Linked DNA regions of Sus scrofa: region 2 is linked to region 1. Evidence: chromatin contacts called from public HiChIP or PLAC-seq data. All regions are on one chromosome and are shown on one strand. Each heading gives the region's core, a stretch centred on a gene start, on an enhancer-like site or on the middle of the called end of the contact. The rest is flanking DNA. Distances are from core to core; before and after follow the strand shown. Region 1 holds the start of KSR1 (kinase suppressor of Ras 1). Region 2 overlaps KSR1 (kinase suppressor of Ras 1).

Region 1 (3,421 bases), core at 103-2,602:
GCTGCTGTGAATAAAGCTGCTATGAACATGGGAGTACAAATATCTCTTCAAGTATCTGCTTTCAATTCTTTCTGGTATATATGCAGAAATAGAATCACTGGATCATATTCCTCATTTTGAGCAACCACCATATACTGTTTTTGACAGCAGCCACACCATTTTGCGTCCCCGCCAACAGTGCACAAGTGTTCCAGTTTCTCCACATCCTTTTCAACACTTCAGATGACTTGGTGTTCCATAATAGCTATCCTAATGGGTGAAGTGGTATCTCATTGCGGTTTTGATTTGCATTTCTTTAAAGATTAGCGATATCGGGTATGTTTTCTTGGGCTTATGGGCCATTCCTGGATCTTCTTTGGAGAAATGTCTATTCAAATCCTTTGCCCGTTTAAAAATCCTGTGGCGTGTTTTTTGGTTGTTGGTTCATAGGAGTTCTTTATATATTCTGGATAGCGACCCCTTATCGTGTAGAGTTTGCAAGTATTTTCTCCTGACCTGTGGGCGGCCTCTTCACTCTGTTATTTGTGCCCTTTGATGTACATCATGGAGGAGATTTTTAAGTGTTGGTAGAAGTCAGCCAGTTTGGGCAGCAGTGAAATGAGGGGAAGGTATTTCCATCAAAGGAAACAGCCAGTGTAAACACACAGAAGAAAGAAATAGCAAAGAGCAAGTAGTTGAGTCTTGCTAGAGCATGTGTGCAGGAGGTAGGAAGTGGAGAGAGGTGAGGCTGGACACACAGAACAATAGGCCAGCTAAGTGGCTTGGGTCGTGGTCCCAGGACTCCTGCCTCAGCATCAGCTACTAGGAGTTTGTTAAAAATGCACTGCTGTTGCCCCAGCCCTGACCTACTCTGGTGGGGGGCCTGGAGATCTGGGTTTTAACCAGCCCATGGGATTATTCTGATCTTCCGTCAAGTTTGAGCACTATTCCAGGGACAATGGGGAGCCACTAGGGGGCCGGGCTAGGCCGATGGAAAGATGACCTGCCGGTTCTTCAGGTTGGGGCGCCCCCATATGGCTTTACCCCATCGTCCTCCAGCCACCCCACCCGGCTGCCTCCAACTGCCCTCCCGCCCCCAGCTATCCCCCCCGGAGTGTGAGGCTTTCTGCTGGGTTGGGGTCAGGGGTCACGGAGGGGGCCCGCGCTGCTGCAGCCAGGCCCACATTCCTCTCACTTCCCGCCATTGTCCCGGGTTCCTGTGGCCGCGACTCCTCACTGGCCCGGCCGCCCTAAGGCCCCCGGGGGGTGATGACTCATTTCCTTTCTCCCGAGTGACATAATCCAGTGCCCAGCTCAGCAGACCTGGATCTCGGGCCGCTGGGAGCTTCCCGGCCGGCAGGGGGCGGCCGAGCCCGCCTTCCCCGGACGCGCGAGCAGAGCCGGAGCCCGCTTCCCTGGCCGCCCTCCACCCCCACCCCCGGGACCCCCTTCCCTGGCTGATGAGGAGCAGGGGAAGCAGAACAAGACCTCTGACCTTGCTCTTGCCTACCCTCTGCCCGAAATCAGACCCCGAACGGTCACAGATGGGGAAATCCGGACCTGGGAGAGGGGTGTGTTTTGACAAGGCAGAGCAGCCCATCCTGAGAGGCGCGGGACTGGAACTCAGCACTCTGGGCCCCCCAGGCCCGTGATTTTCCCTGCAGACACGCAGGTATTAATTTTTCCCTCCTCGCTGCCAACCTGCTCCCCCGTGATGTTTCCAGTACAAGGTTTGCAGACAATAATATTTCCCAGATTCGGATCATTTCTGGGCCCTGAAACAGTGTCACCCCCTGGAAGCTACAGAAGCTGAGGGCTCCACTTGCTTCCCAGGTGGAGCCTGAAGTTACTGGGTGGTGACCCAGCCCCAGCGTGGACTGAGCACCCAGCTGACTGGCTTTGCAAGGAGGTGTCCCTCTGCGCCCAGTGCCGGCCCCTCTGGATGGGTGCCTCTCTCCTCTGCTTTCCCTCCAGGCTCCCAGGAGGCAGGGAGACTCATTCCAGTAAAATACCTCCCCTTCCCCCCACGGCTGACGTGGCGAAAGGACGCAGGAAATGATGGTCATTATTATTACCAGGTAAGGTACCTTATCTTGTTGCCTCAATTTCCTCACCTGTAAACTGGGTGTATAATAACGTACAGAGTTATTGTGAGGATTAAATGAGTTCGGACTCAGAAGATGCTTATAGCAGAGCTTGGCGTCTGATAAGCACTAGAGACTCTTCCAGAATTTGGGCTCCATGAAGGCAGAGATTCTGTCTGTTGTCTTTCTTTGGGCACTGCTGTATCTCTAACATCTAGAAAACTGTCTGGTGAAAACTAGGAACCCAGGAAATACTTGTTGAATGAATTGAATGAATGAATGAATGAGTGAATTTTAGCCATTACTATTGCCTAGGCTGATTTTACTCTAGGATCTAGGCCTGTCAGAGCAGGCCTGAAGGATTAAAGGGGAAGATTTTTTTCTTTTTTGTAATTTATTTTATTGAGATATAGTTTATTTACGATGCTGTATTCATTTTTGCTGTACAGCAAAGTGATCGAGTTATATGTGTATATATTCTTTTTCACGTTCTTTTCCATTATGGTTTATCACAGGATATTCAGTGTAGTTCTCTGTGCTGTGTAGTAGGGCGTTGTCATTTATCCATTCTATATATAATAGTTCGCATCTGCTAGTCCCAACTTCCCAATTTCCCCCTCTCTACCCCTCCTTCCCCTCGGCAACCACAAATCTGTTCTCTATGTCTGTGAGTCTGTTTCTGTTTCGTGGATAAGTTCATTTGTGTCATTTTTGTGTGTGTATCATATTTTAGATTCTGTAGGGATTCCGGTTGTGGCATAATGGGTTAAGGATCTGGTATAGGTGTGATATAGGTCACAGCTGTGACTCTGATTCCATCTCTAGCCGAGGAATCCCATATACTGTGGGTACAATGGAAAAAAAAGATTCCAATATAATCGATATCGTATGGCATTTGTCTTTTTCTGACTTAGTACGAGACTCTCGAGGTCCATCCACGTTGCTGCAAATAGCATTATTTCATTCTTTTTAATGGCTGGTAGTATTCCATTGTATATACACACCACATCGTCATATCTCTTCCTCTGTTGATGGACATTTAGGTTGTTTCCATATCTTGGCTGCTGTAAACGATGCTGCTGTGTACATAGGGGTGCATGAATCTTTTTGAATTATAGTTTTATCTGGATATATGTCCAGGAGTAGGATGCTGGATCATATGGTGACGCTATTTTTAGTTTTTTAAGGAATCTTCATACTGTTTTCTGTAGTAGCTGCACCAGTTGTCATTCTGGAGGGGAATATTCGTGAGGGTCTCTTTGCACTAGGGCTTCTTGGGAAGAAGTCGTCCTAAGAAAAGACTTTTGAAGAACCTAAGTTCAAGGGTAGGGCAAGGGGAAAAGGTGATATGGGGGATT
Region 2 (3,755 bases), core at 380-2,879, 200 kb after region 1:
AGGCAAAAAAAGAAAAGAGAAGCCTGCGCTGGGGGGTTGCTGGCATTCAGGAGATGATTCCGGATTCCCTAAAGGCCATAGAGCTCCACCGTCTCCTTTCTGAGCCACAAGTGGGGGTTGGTTCCTGCCCCAAGTGATCAGTTTTAGCCCGTTCAAGCTCATCTGAATGTCTGTGTCAAAGCTTTCTGTTCATGATTTTTACTTCTACACACTCAAGCCTCTAATTCTCATTTTCTCTTTTCTTTTCCATCTATCTTGTTGCCTTTTTTTTGGGGGGGGGTGGCGGATGCTCTGGCCTGTCCTGTCATCTCCCCCTCTCCCCACCATCCCGACTCCTGCGGCCCCTCCTCCACCGCCTCTCCATCACCTGCTGGACCACGATCCTTCCACGCCTGGCGAAATGGTTTCCGGGCGCTCCCAGGCGCTGGCGGAGCCGCTACTACGGGAAAGGACGTTTCGGTCACCTTGACTTTAAGAACAACTGTACCGTCCTGGAGGAATAGTGTGTCTTCTGCTGTTTCCCTGATTCTCTGCCCTTTGCATCTCCTGCTTCCTGTTCTGTGTCTGCACCCAGCTTCCCCATCTTGGCCTGTTGTATTCCCGCACACCAAAGTGATATTCCGGCAGCTCGTGTGGCCACCAGCAAGGGCCCTGCAGGCTCGTGTTTCTCTCATGCTGAGAGCAGCCCCATGGCATGTGGCTGGACTCTGTCCACACACAGTGGGTCTTCGGGTGGGAGAGAGCTCAGATCACAGTCTCAGTGCCCAGGGTCCCCTCTGGCTAGAACTTAAAAAGAATGCAGGACTTCCAGTAGTGGCTCAGTGGGTTAAAAATCCAACATAGTGTTCGTGAGGATGTGGGTTCGATCCCTGGCTTTGCTCAGTGGGTTAAGGACCCGGCTTTGCCACAAGCTGCCTCCTAGGTTGCAGTTGCTGCTCAGACCTTGTGTGGCCGTGGTGTAGGCCAGCAGCTGCAGCTCCAATTCGACCCCTAGCCTGGGAATCTCCATATGCCACAGGTGCAGCCCTAAAAAAGAAAAAAAGAGAATGCAGGAAGCAGAAATAGTAAACTCCAAAATGATTTTGGGAGTTTCCCGGTGGCTCCATGGGTTAAGAATCCAGTGTTGTCACTGCTGTGGCTCCAGTCCCTGCTATGGTTGGTGTGGGTTTGATCCCTGGCCTGGGAACCCCTGCATGCCTCAGGAGCAGGGAAGAAAAAAAAAAAAAAAAACCCACAAAATGTTGATTTTGAAAGTCAGGGGCTGAGGAGCAGTGGGCCTGCTGGTCAACCCCTGCACGGAATTGTGTGGCCTGTCCCAGGGGAGAGCTTGGGAACGACTCTTTGTGCCGGGCTCCCATCCAAGCGCCTGGAATGGAGTGGGGATGTCCTCTTCTCTGACTGCAGGGAAAGAGGGTCCCCTGTCCCCCCGGCCTGACCAGGCCTCTGCCGCTGCCCCTGCCCCTCCCCTGGGGCACAGGTTCTGACATGGCTCTCCCTCTTCTCTTTCCTCCCTTAGGTTGTAGGCCTGGCTGCCTTGCATGTGCCGGGGCTTCCTTCCTCCTAATCCACGCTCAGCGCCTCGACTCCTACGCAACAGCGATGCGCACTAACCCAGGGGATGCGGTCACTGCCACTCCGGCCTTCTCTGCTACGACTTCTCCTTTTGCTTTGTTAAAACGGGCCCTCTCCCTGCTCCGAGGCCTGTGTGCGCCTGAGTAACTGCTCTTCACGGAGGGCCCCCCTAACAGTGCCCCCAGAACCGCCTCCCTGGACGTGACTTCATCTCTCTAGCGCTTCATCTGTGGGGTGGTCCTGTCTCCTTACTAACAGCTCAGTGAGAGAAGCCCCGCCCCCCAGCACACCGGCCCCCACCGGGTGTCCGCGGTCCAGGGGCTGGGGTGTTGCTTGGCTCTTAACCCGTGGGGATCTTGTCCAACAAGGAGTGGAATGATTTCAGAGCTGCCCAGGCGGTCCCCTCAGGAGGACTGAGGGCAGGGACCCCACAAGTTCTGTTGCCATGAAAGATACCAGCTTAGGGGAGTTCCCATCGTGGCACAGCGGAAATGAATCTGACTAGGAACTATGAGGTTGCTGGTTCAATCCCTGGCCTCACTCAGTGGGTTAAGGATCCGTGAGCTCTGGTGTGGGTTAGAGCAACAGCTCCAATTAGATCCCTAGCCTGGGAACCTCCACATGCTGCAGGCGTGGCCCTAAAAAAGGACAAAAGCCAAAAAAAAAAGGTACCAGCTCGGAAGGGCTGGGTCCTGGGCTGCATGCTGGGGAGAGCTGTCCTGAAGCAGAGGGGTGAGGTCTGTCTCCAGGTAACTTCACTCCTGGAAACAAAGCTTCCGCCCCCTCCCCCTGCGGTCTGACTCCCCTTCCACCTGCCCAGTGTGGACGGAAAGTACCAGACCCCGAGCCAGCATTCAGCTGGAGTAGGGCTGACAGGTCATCCAGTGCTCAGCAAATGCAGATTCTTGGGCCCTCCCAAGCCCTGAAATTGAATCTCTGGAGGTAGACGCTGAGAGCCCTCATTTCAAGCTGCTTCCCAGATGGCCCTGATGCCACCCAGCATTTGAGGACCATTTCGAGAAGGAGCAAGTGATGTCACTCTCAGTGCTGGGGGTCGGGTTTCCTTTCCCTCCCACTTCCATCCAGAGCCAGAGTTCTCCCGGGCTGCGGTGGGCAAGCAGTTCAGATGCCCCCAGCAGTTACTGGGTGGTGGGGTGCTGGGGGTCCCGAGACGAACAGGCCCCTACCCTCCAGGAGGGCGTGTAGCCAAGGCTTAGCCCCCCAGCCAGATGTGACCAGGGGCAGCTCTCTCAAGGCCATTGGCTATATCATCATTCCCACTTCTTGGCGGGGCTAGGTCCTCTGCTGAGCTTTTGAAACTGGTCCACTCGTTGTCAGCTAATGTCACCCAAATTCTGATCAAGACCAGTGGGGCTATAACTCTTGTTTCTGTTCCTCTTTGCAGCATTAACAGCAGCAAAGTTGTACCCCGGTTTGAAAGATTTGGCTTGGGCGTCCTGGAGTCCAGTAACCCAAAGATGTAGCCGGCTGTGCAGTTTTTCTGCTGATGTATTTCTTTCTTAAATGTGTTTCTGAAACATCCAAATGACCACCGCGACAAAAAAACAACAACACTCTTTGAAATGCCAGCCATCCTCCTGAGCGCTGCAAACCAGGAACTCGTGTCCTCCGTTTACGCTGTTCCTCCGCAAAAACACTTGGAGCCCCGAGATGGAGCTGCACCTGCTCTTTCTTAAAATGACACCACCACCAACAAGAGGCAAATGTTTACATGGGTGTTTCCGCAGAGTTGGACAGGATGTTGTACAATAATACAAGTGGCCCGCATAGAGGTCGCTGGCACCCTCAGCCGGGATGGCAGAAGTAACTGCCCCTCTGGAGGACCCCGTAGGCCGTGAGGCACCCTCTCTGGGCCAGAGGAAGAAAAGCATCGTGACTGTGGCTGTTCTCCGGGTAGGACGGGAGGCACAAGGTTTGACCCAGCCTCTGTGTTGGTTCTAAACGCCATCAGTGGGGAATCGCCATCTGTAGGCTTCTCCCCTGGTCCTCCAAAGGGATGCGGTCCCTCCTCTGGCAAAGGAAACCCTGGCTGAGCGCTGAGCTGGATTATGAGGGTGGGGAGTTCACAGAGCGCTTGGATTCACCTCTGACCCCTATAATCCAGGAAAAGCACAGCCAGACTCCAAATGACATCTAGGCTGATCCAGTGGTTTCCAGCCAGG

What was found. HiChIP or PLAC-seq counts read pairs in DNA pulled down with a chosen protein or histone mark.
Region 2: an H3K27ac HiChIP or PLAC-seq map of alveolar macrophages shows a contact between it and region 1. The contact joins the enhancer-like site here to the promoter of KSR1 in region 1. A contact is called at or near these places in 6 of 47 Hi-C or Micro-C datasets (heart right ventricle, liver, skeletal muscle and 1 more) and 2 of 2 datasets of contacts at active chromatin or transcription factors (alveolar macrophages and skeletal muscle).

The regions. Positions count from the first base shown.
Region 1 is chr12:43,925,870-43,929,290 of Sscrofa11.1, forward strand. It overlaps KSR1 (kinase suppressor of Ras 1), which reads left to right and starts at 1,353. Exons shown (of 19, transcript XM_021067472.1): 1 at 1,353-2,057.
Region 2 is chr12:44,129,737-44,133,491 of Sscrofa11.1, forward strand. KSR1 (kinase suppressor of Ras 1) reads left to right here. Exons shown (of 19, transcript XM_021067472.1): 19 at 1,517-3,755. The coding sequence ends at 1,523. Among named protein-coding and RNA genes, the nearest start is that of LGALS9, 24 kb to the right of the region's middle. Within about 2 kb of position 1,630, at least 4 of the 83 cell types and tissues checked have an H3K27ac peak or open chromatin away from gene starts, as enhancers often do. A contact at or near this core is called in alveolar macrophages, where this site is marked.